Linked DNA regions of Mus musculus: all the other regions are linked to region 3. A link is a contact called in public HiChIP or PLAC-seq data. All regions are on one chromosome and are shown on one strand. The core of a region is the stretch at or near the end of the contact, and the rest is flanking DNA. Distances in the headings are between cores, read along the strand shown. Region 1 overlaps Gm36660 (a long non-coding RNA gene). Region 2 overlaps Dcaf5 (DDB1 and CUL4 associated factor 5). Region 3 overlaps Rad51b (RAD51 paralog B).

Evidence for each region. HiChIP or PLAC-seq counts read pairs in DNA pulled down with a chosen protein or histone mark.
Region 1: a contact with region 3 is called in a FOXA1 HiChIP or PLAC-seq map of pancreatic cancer cells. The contact joins two enhancer-like sites.
Region 2: a FOXA1 HiChIP or PLAC-seq map of pancreatic cancer cells shows a contact between it and region 3. The contact joins two enhancer-like sites. A contact is called at or near these places in 1 of 484 Hi-C or Micro-C datasets (bone marrow-derived macrophages) and 2 of 115 datasets of contacts at active chromatin or transcription factors (astrocytes and pancreatic cancer cells).

The regions. Positions count from the first base shown.
Region 1 is chr12:80,025,110-80,027,809 of GRCm38.p6, reverse strand. The region is part of intron 3 of Gm36660 (a long non-coding RNA gene); the gene reads left to right. Gm36834 (a long non-coding RNA gene) reads right to left here. Exons shown (of 5, transcript XR_381742.3): 2 at 1,880-1,979; 3 at 1-606. Among named protein-coding and RNA genes, the nearest start is that of Gm36834, 6.9 kb to the right of the region's middle. Within about 2 kb of position 1,284, at least 4 of the 459 cell types and tissues checked have an H3K27ac peak or open chromatin away from gene starts, as enhancers often do. A contact at or near this core is called in pancreatic cancer cells, where this site is marked.
Region 2 is chr12:80,378,662-80,381,361 of GRCm38.p6, reverse strand. The region is part of intron 5 of Dcaf5 (DDB1 and CUL4 associated factor 5); the gene reads left to right. Among named protein-coding and RNA genes, the nearest start is that of Mir1843a, 12 kb to the left of the region's middle. Within about 2 kb of position 1,436, at least 137 of the 459 cell types and tissues checked have an H3K27ac peak or open chromatin away from gene starts, as enhancers often do. A contact at or near this core is called in pancreatic cancer cells, where this site is marked.
Region 3 is chr12:79,470,664-79,473,363 of GRCm38.p6, reverse strand. The region is part of intron 7 of Rad51b (RAD51 paralog B); the gene reads right to left. Among named protein-coding and RNA genes, the nearest start is that of Rad51b, 170 kb to the right of the region's middle. Within about 2 kb of position 1,348, at least 54 of the 459 cell types and tissues checked have an H3K27ac peak or open chromatin away from gene starts, as enhancers often do. A contact at or near this core is called in pancreatic cancer cells, where this site is marked.

The sequences.
Region 1 (2,700 bases), core at 35-2,534, 550 kb before region 3:
AAGCTCCTACACAACCTTGCTGTTTGTGGTTCTCCAGGGCTAAGAAGGGAACTAGTAATCATTGGTCCCTCTTTGGGTGCCAATTGTTGAGGCTCTTGTTTTCATTAACTTGAAGCACCCTGGATGACCAGTAGGTCAAGGTGAGGGGGTCTCTGACAGAATGGGAGAGGAAGACGCATGGGAAGGGTAAGTTTTCCAGGAGGCTGGAGAAGGGTGGGATGGGAGCTGAGTCTTCAGTTTGGTTCCTGTCTCTGGGTTGCTTTGGGTAGGTACCCCGTGAAGGCACATGCCCTTCACTCCCCCATCTTTGCTCTTGGCTGGACTCTGTAAGTCTTCCTTCCCAATCTGTGATCCCTCCTGGGCTTCCTTCCTCTGTGCCTCCTCCTCTGCCTCTTGATTATTCAATACCCAAAATAAGCTTTGAGATTCTTCTTCTAAAGCAACTGAATATAGGTGGCCTCTGGATCCCCATCTTGTCCCACTTCTACTTCTCTGGGCCTTTCAGGGTTCAGATTGTCTCAGGTGTTTCAGTCTTGTTAGGGGCTTCATGGCTAATAAGAACATTGGGTCTTCTGGGGCAAATGTCACGGAGCAGACTTTGGTGGTCTTGTCATGCAGGTGAAGAAGAGAAAGAGGATTGACTGAGGTCATCTGCTTGGGTCCGTTGCTAAAAATTTCCCCATTTGTTGCCTTCCTTCCTCCCTCCCTCCCTCCCTCCCTCCCTCCCTCCCCCCCCCTCCCTCCCTCCCTTCTTCCTTCCTTCCTTCCTTCCTTCCTTCCTTCCTTCCTCCCTCTCTTCCTTCCTTCCTTCCTTCCTCTCTTCCTCTGCTTCTCCCTCCCTTCTTCCCTCTCTTCTATCCTTCCTTCTCTTATCTTTTTCTTCCTCCTCCTCTCCCCCTTCTCCTCTTCTCCTCCTTCTCTTTGAGACAAGTTTCTCTGTGTAGAACCGGCTGTTTGGAAACTCACTCTGTAGACAAACTGACCTCAAACTCAGAGATACTCCTTCCTCTGCCTCCCAAATACTGGGACTAAAGGTGTGTGTGTCCCCTCCTCCCCCCATTCTCAGCTAATCATTGTGTCTCTAAGAGGCATTTTCCTAAGGTGTGAAATGCAGAGCAGCCTTTCTGGTGACCAGAGGATTTGGGAAGACACCTTGAGCCACATGCCCCTCTGATTCAGTCTTCTTATGCTGGATACACACCCCACTTCCAAGGCAAGGGCCCACAGCTGGTCCACAAGTCATCCTCAGACTCCCATTGTTCTGAGTGAGTTCTGCTGTCTGGTAAACCATGAACAGTGTGGGTGTAACACTAGGTGACAGCAATCAATGGGTGACAGCCTGGTAGCTGACTCACTTCTGCAGATTTTGAATCAGACTAATGTTATTTCCTTTGATTTCTGGTGGACCAAGCCGGATTCATCAGGACACCTGTCGCTGAATTCGGGTTTTGGTGGAAGACAGTGAGTTGACTGAGGGCCTGAGGCCCGTTAGAGAAAAGCATTGTCCCAGAGACTAGACAGTGGGAGCTAAAGCTTTGCAGAAGGACTGGTGGGACAGAGGGACAGAGGAAGCCTGCCCAAGTGAGAGGGCTCAGCTATGGAGCTCAGGAAGTGGGAATGTGCAGTGTTCCTATGTGTAAATAAGGTTTAGTGGAGGCTCAGAGAGTGTAGAGAGAAATGATACAAAGTGAAGGGTGGATTTCTTTCTCCCCTCTCCAAGCTGAATGTCTGCATTGAAGTTGTCTTTCAAGTGACCTGGAATGAGACCTGAGTAGACTGAGGACCTATAGCTGGCAGATGACAGGCTGTCTGACTAGCGGCTATCAGTAACCAGGAGCTTCCCTGGGGGCCCAAGAGCTCTGCAGAGTCTCCAGGGAACCTGCTTGAGGAGGACTCCAGGGGATCTCCTTGAATACACGGTCTTCTCTTTCTCTCCCACTTCTTTCTTCCTGGGCTCCTTCTGGTGTCTCGAGCTTGACCTGTTAGAAAAGAGGACAGGTGTGGAGGAGGACACTGTGGGGATGACTCTGGCACATGCCCACACCAGTGATGAGACGTGGAGCGCAAAGACCCAGAAGGGACCGTCGAGAAACTGCATTGCCGAGGCACCAGTATTCCTGGGTATACAGCTGGACCCTGTGTGACTGCCCCAAATGTTCCCTGGATTCCTCATCTCTCTCCAGGGAGAGAGGAAGTTTTATTCCTGGTCCCAGTGACACCCTCTTCAGCTCATCTTATGGGTAGAGAAATGAGTGACTCCTGTGCTAAGGACTCTGGGAGAAGAGTCTGCCCTACTTAGTGCTTCCCTGGGGAGGAGGGGCCGGTAAGCAGAGACAGTGGCTGAATACGTGTGGCCACCCCAAAGGAAACCTCTCTCCTGGGCTCTTGCTATCTTCCTCTGAGATCATCGCCCATCTTCTTCAGTTCAGCTCCCTCTCCCTTTCTGTGTGTTTGCTAGACAATTTCTCACTCAAATATTCACTTCATAGCTCCGAAGTAGCTGGGCACTCTGCATGAACTTCATGTCATTGGTGAAGGTATTGTGGCTGTGCTCTAGCCATTGCGGCTATAGAGGGAACAGATCCTAGGACCTCCCTAAGAGTTCCGGAGTATTCTCTGGCTAAGGATAGATATCTGTCCGGCGGTGCTGATGACCTCATTGCTGGTTCTGTCTCCACTGTTGTTAGTGCTTGTCTCTGA
Region 2 (2,700 bases), core at 187-2,686, 910 kb before region 3:
ATGAAGACAAACTGTTTTTAAGTCTTTTCTTAGTCCGGGCAGTGGTGGCGTGTACCTTTAATCCCAGCACTTGGGAGGCAGAGGCAGAGGCAGGTGGATTTCTGAGTTTGAGGCCAGCCTGGTCTACAGAGTGAGTTCCTGGACAGCCAAACAGCCAAGGCTACACAGAGAAACCTTGTCTCAGGGGGCTTGGGGAGGCGGTGGGAAGAAAGCCTTTTCTCTTGGCAAAATAGATCATTCCTTATTCTCACTATAAATGGCCAGCTGCATAAACTCCTGCTGAGATGTATCCATCCATTCTTCTGGAAGGAATCACATTTTGTTCTCTACGATGTACTCCTAACTACATCAGGTTCTTGTGCACTCTCCTTGGTTGAAAGATTAATCTTCTTACCCAGAAATGCAGGAAGAAGAAAAGTTACTGGAGCCACACTCCTGCACTCTAACCAAATTATAAATGCCAGGTCAAGGATCTTGGGTGGGGATAGAATAGACCCGTGGGCCAGTGATGGGCAGGCTCCTCTTCAGGCCTGACTGGAATGGACAGAGAGGATAACTATTAACTGATGAGAAGGGAGTTTAGCAGAGGCCCCTGCTTCCTGTCAGGGACTTGAGCTGATGTCAACCCTGCTGCTGTGCTGTGCTGTGCTGTGCTGTGCTGTGCTGTGCTGTGCTGTGCTGTACTGTGCTGCGCTGTGCTCTTGTGCTGTGCTGTGCTGTGCTCTTGTGCTGTGCTGCGCTGTGCTCTTGTGCTGTGCTGCGCTGTGCTCTTGTGCTGTGCTGCGCTGTGCTCTTGTGCTGTGCTGGGCTGGGCTGGGCTGGGCTGGGCTGCGCTGCGCTGCGCTGCGCTGTGCTGCTCTGTGCTCTTGTGCTGTGCTGTGCTGTGCTGCGCTGTGCTCTTGTGCTGTGCTGTGCTGCGCTGCGCTGTGCTGCGCTGCGCTGCGTTGTGCTGTGCTGTGCTCTTGTGCTGTGCTGTGCTGTGTGTGCTGTGCTCTTGTGCTGTGCTGGGCTGTGCTGTGCTGTGCTGCGCTGCGCTGGCTGTGCTCTTGTGCTGTGCTGTGCTGTGTGTGCTGTGCTGGGCTGTGCTGTGCTGCGCTGCGCTGTGCTGGCTGTGCTCTTGTTCTGTGCTGTGCTGTGCTGTGCTGTGCTGTGCTGTGCTTGGCTGTGCTCTTGTGCTGGGCTGTGCTGTTCTGGGCTGTTCTGGGCTGGGCTGTGCTGTTCTGGGCTGTGCTGGGCTGTGCTGGGCTCTGCTGGGCTCTGCTGGGCTCTGCTGGGCTGGCTGTGCTGGCCAAGTTTGTTTCTGTTGAGTCTTGTTCCACCCCTCACCCACCCTCAGTTCCACAGATTCTGGCTGAGTTGCAAGCTCCATGCTGACTGTAGATTGAAAGCCTTTCATTGTTTTTGAACTCAGTGTTTAGATAGCACCGCATGCCTGTGGTGGCCAGGGCTCCCTATAAAGGAAATGCCTGGGCTCCAGCTGCCCAGTCCTTTCATTCTCTGTGTATGAGTGAGTGAGTGTGGCTTGTATTCAAGACATTATAAGATCATTTATTTCTTTGCTGGGTTTATCATTTGGGGACTTGGGATTCTAGACTCCTCCTTGGTACTTGGAGTTCTGGGGATGGTTTTTGTCTTTGCTGTCTTCCATCCATTCCACCCAGGAGGATGGCACGATGTTTTATCCAAACCTTGTTTCTGCACACAGCCGCAGTACCACAGCATTCCTCCCTTGGTGAGAAGATTGCTTTGGGAGGGTAAAGTAGGCATGGCTGCGGCTGGTGTTGGCAGGTTGTGTTTATGACCATGCCAGGTTGGCAGCTGCTCCTGCATGAACGTTTTCAGGGCCATTCTTCCTGTAGGTCATCTTCAGGCAAGTCAGGACCTCATCAGCAAAAGAAGTCATTTAGAAGCATACTGTATGTCTTAGTTAGGCTTTTACTGCCATGAACAGACACCATGACCAAGGCCACTCTTATAAGGACAGTATTTAATTGGGGCTGGCTTACAGGTTCAGAGGTTCAGTCCACTATCATCAATGCGGGTGCATGGCAGCATCCAGGCAGGCATGGTGCAGGAGGAGCTGAGAGTTCTACATCTTCATCTGAAGACTGCTAGTGGGAGACTGGCTTCCAGGCAGCTAGGATGAGGATCTTAAACCCACAGTGACACATGACTCCCAACAAAGCCACACCTACTCCAACAGGGCTACACATTCTAATACTGCCATTCCCTGGGTAGAGCATATGCAAACATCACACTTCATGACTTTAAAAATGTTATAAACATTATGAAACTACAGAAAAAATAATGCAATAAGAACATATAACCGCTTAGTAAAGCTATACAAATGATACTCACATAGCCTGACTTCAGTGAATCAGAGATATAAAAGAGAACATGGTTGTGGCATGGGTAACCACCCCTCTGTGAGATAAGGCCCAGGTAATCAAGAATTCTGTTGAGGGACTGGGGAGACGGCTCAGTTATGAGCACTTGGAAGGGCTGGAGAGATGGCTCAGAGGTTAAGAGCTGTTGCAAACTTGGGCTTGAGATTCCCAGCATCTCTCTGGTGGCTGTCATTAACCCCAGTTCCAAGAGATCCAGTGCCCTCTTCTGGCCACCAGACTTATGCATGGTGCACAGACATATACATAGACATTCACATATACACATAAAACACACACTACACTATAGCATAAT
Region 3 (2,700 bases), core at 99-2,598:
CAATACAGAGGGAACTTATAGAGCCCACCTCCAGCAGGAAGACAGGACATCAAGTGAGGGATGGGGTTGCCATCCCACAGTCACAACTCTGACCCATAATTTTTCCTGTCTGAAAGAATTACAGGGATGGAAATGGAGAGGAGCCTGAGGAAAAGAAGATCCAGTGACAGGTCCAAAGTGGGATCCAACTCAAGGGGAGGTCCCAAGGTCTGACACAATTACTGAGGCTATGGAGCACTCACAAAAAGGGACTATCATGACTGCCCTCTGAAAGACCCAACAAGCAGCTGAAAGAGTCAGATGCAGATATTTGCACCCAACCAGTGGACAGAAGCAGCTGAGCCCTGTTGTTGAATAGGGGAAGGCTAAAAGAAGCTGAGATGGAGAAGAGCAATACTGTAGGAGGACCAGCAGTCTCAATTAATCTGGACCCCCAAGGTCTCTCAAACACTAGACCACTAAACAGACAGCATACACCAGCTGATATGAGGCCCCCAACACAGATATAGTAGAGGACTTCTAGGTCTGTGTTCATTCAGAGATGATACAGCTACCCTCAAGAGACTGGAGGCCCCAGGGAATTTAGAGATCAGGTTGGGTGGAGGGTGGGGATATCCATGTGGAGCCAGGAGGGTGGGGAGGAGGTATGGGATGTGGAACAGTCGGAGGGTGGATTGAGGGGGGGGGATAAAATATGGAGTATAATAAATAAATAACTAAGTAAATAAGTAAATAAATATATAAGTGACAAAAAAATTGAGATTTAAGTGGTACTAGAGACTGAGGCTATGATATAGAACTTTTCCCAAGTATGCCAACAACTTAGCAGGCACTGTCTACAGGGATATTCAGCATTCAACTGATAAGAGTCTAAAATGCAGTCTACTTTCCCTCCAGCCCCACATTTCCATCACTAGTAAGGATGCCCGAGCCAAATACCACATCCAGAACTGTGGCTCCTTGTTGTCTACACATCAGGCCCCAAATAACTGGTTTCTTTATCCAATCACTCTCAACAGAGGGGCATGCAGCAGAGGATTCCCAGCCACACCCCTGGAATACTCAGTGAGGACGCCAATGGAAAAGAACCATCTTCAGTGGAAATTTTATCTTCTGTCTACTAAGCTCCTCATTTCCCTCAGAAAATGTTGCTTCCTGTTCTAGAATGCTTTGGGTAGGACACTCATACTTCTCCCCAGCACTGTGCCAAAGCCCTCAAAAAAAGAAAACCGACTTGAATATCATGTTTACAAAAGAAAGGCAATGTATGAATTCATATCGTATCCTGGGCTTACAGCCACATAAGAGTCATATTCAACCTGACTGCATTCTATCAAACCATGAGTCATGTCTACACTGACCTCCAGGATGCTGGTGCTTTAGCCAGGGAATATTTCAAGTGTGTGGTCATCCAGTGCCATGAATAGCAGAAAATATAGGCAAAGTAGTTTCTAAATCAAATGTGTACCCTTGAAAATGACATTTGCAAACAATATAATTATGACAGGACACTCTGGTTTGGCTATTATTTTATCATTAAGGTTTAAAAAAAGATCAAGAAGGAAACATGACATCATATGGTATTCTGTCAGGTTTTACTTGTATGCAATAAGGCTGCCAGATATAAAGTAGGGCAAAAAAAAAATTCAGAAAGAAAAATTAAAAGCCAATCATGATGTCACCTGCCTGTAATTCCAGAATCCGGGAGGAAGAGGCAGGAAGATCACAATTCCAAGATCAGCGTGGACTGAGAAGCAAGGCCTACCAAAAACATAAAAAAAACCAAATAATTAAAATAATAAAGAGCTTAGAGCTCCTAATAGAAAATAGAAGCCGAGATTACACTGTTTGTTGAAGTAATCCACCTATAAACAGATACCTGAAAGAGTAGATTAAAGCAAACTCCCAAAGCCAAAATAACATGTAGTTTTAAATGCATGCATCAGTTTTATTAAGATATTTAACCACACAACATATGATCGTAAAGCATACGATTTGCTGTTTCTAACTGTATACAGGGATTTGAAATCATTGCTAATATATAACTACAGGACATTTTCATTGCCCTGGTGGAAACAAACATGTCCATTACTAAGCCAATCCATATCCCCACTGTCTCCAGAGCATGGCAACCACTCACTAATGCCTTTTCTGTTCCTATAGCTTTACCTATTTTGAACATTTCATATGCATGCAAGTATACAATATAGTCGTGTGTGACTGGTCCTTTTCACATAGTGCAGTGTTTGTCCAGCATGTATCAGTTCTTTGCTTCTTACATCACAAAATAATGGTAAATTATGGATATTTCATATCTTACTCTTTAGTTCGTAGATATCTCTATTCTTACAACTTTATGACTACAACAAATACTGCTATGATGGATATGTACACATTTTATGTGGGGAAACTTTTTGTTCTCCAGGACATATATTAGATGTAAACTTGTGGGGCCATACATAACGTACTCTGACTTTTTAAAGAATGAAAGCATTTTTCTCTATGGCTGCACCACTTTATACTCCCACCAGCAATGTTTAAAGGTTCAAGGTTTTTATACACTCTTGTCATTGCCTTTCTTTTTAAATTATAGCCATATAGTATAGCCATATAATATAAGCCTCTATTTTATTATGGTTTTAATGCACATCCTGCTGATGAATAAGGCAATTGAGTATATTTTTTGTATATTTAATTGGT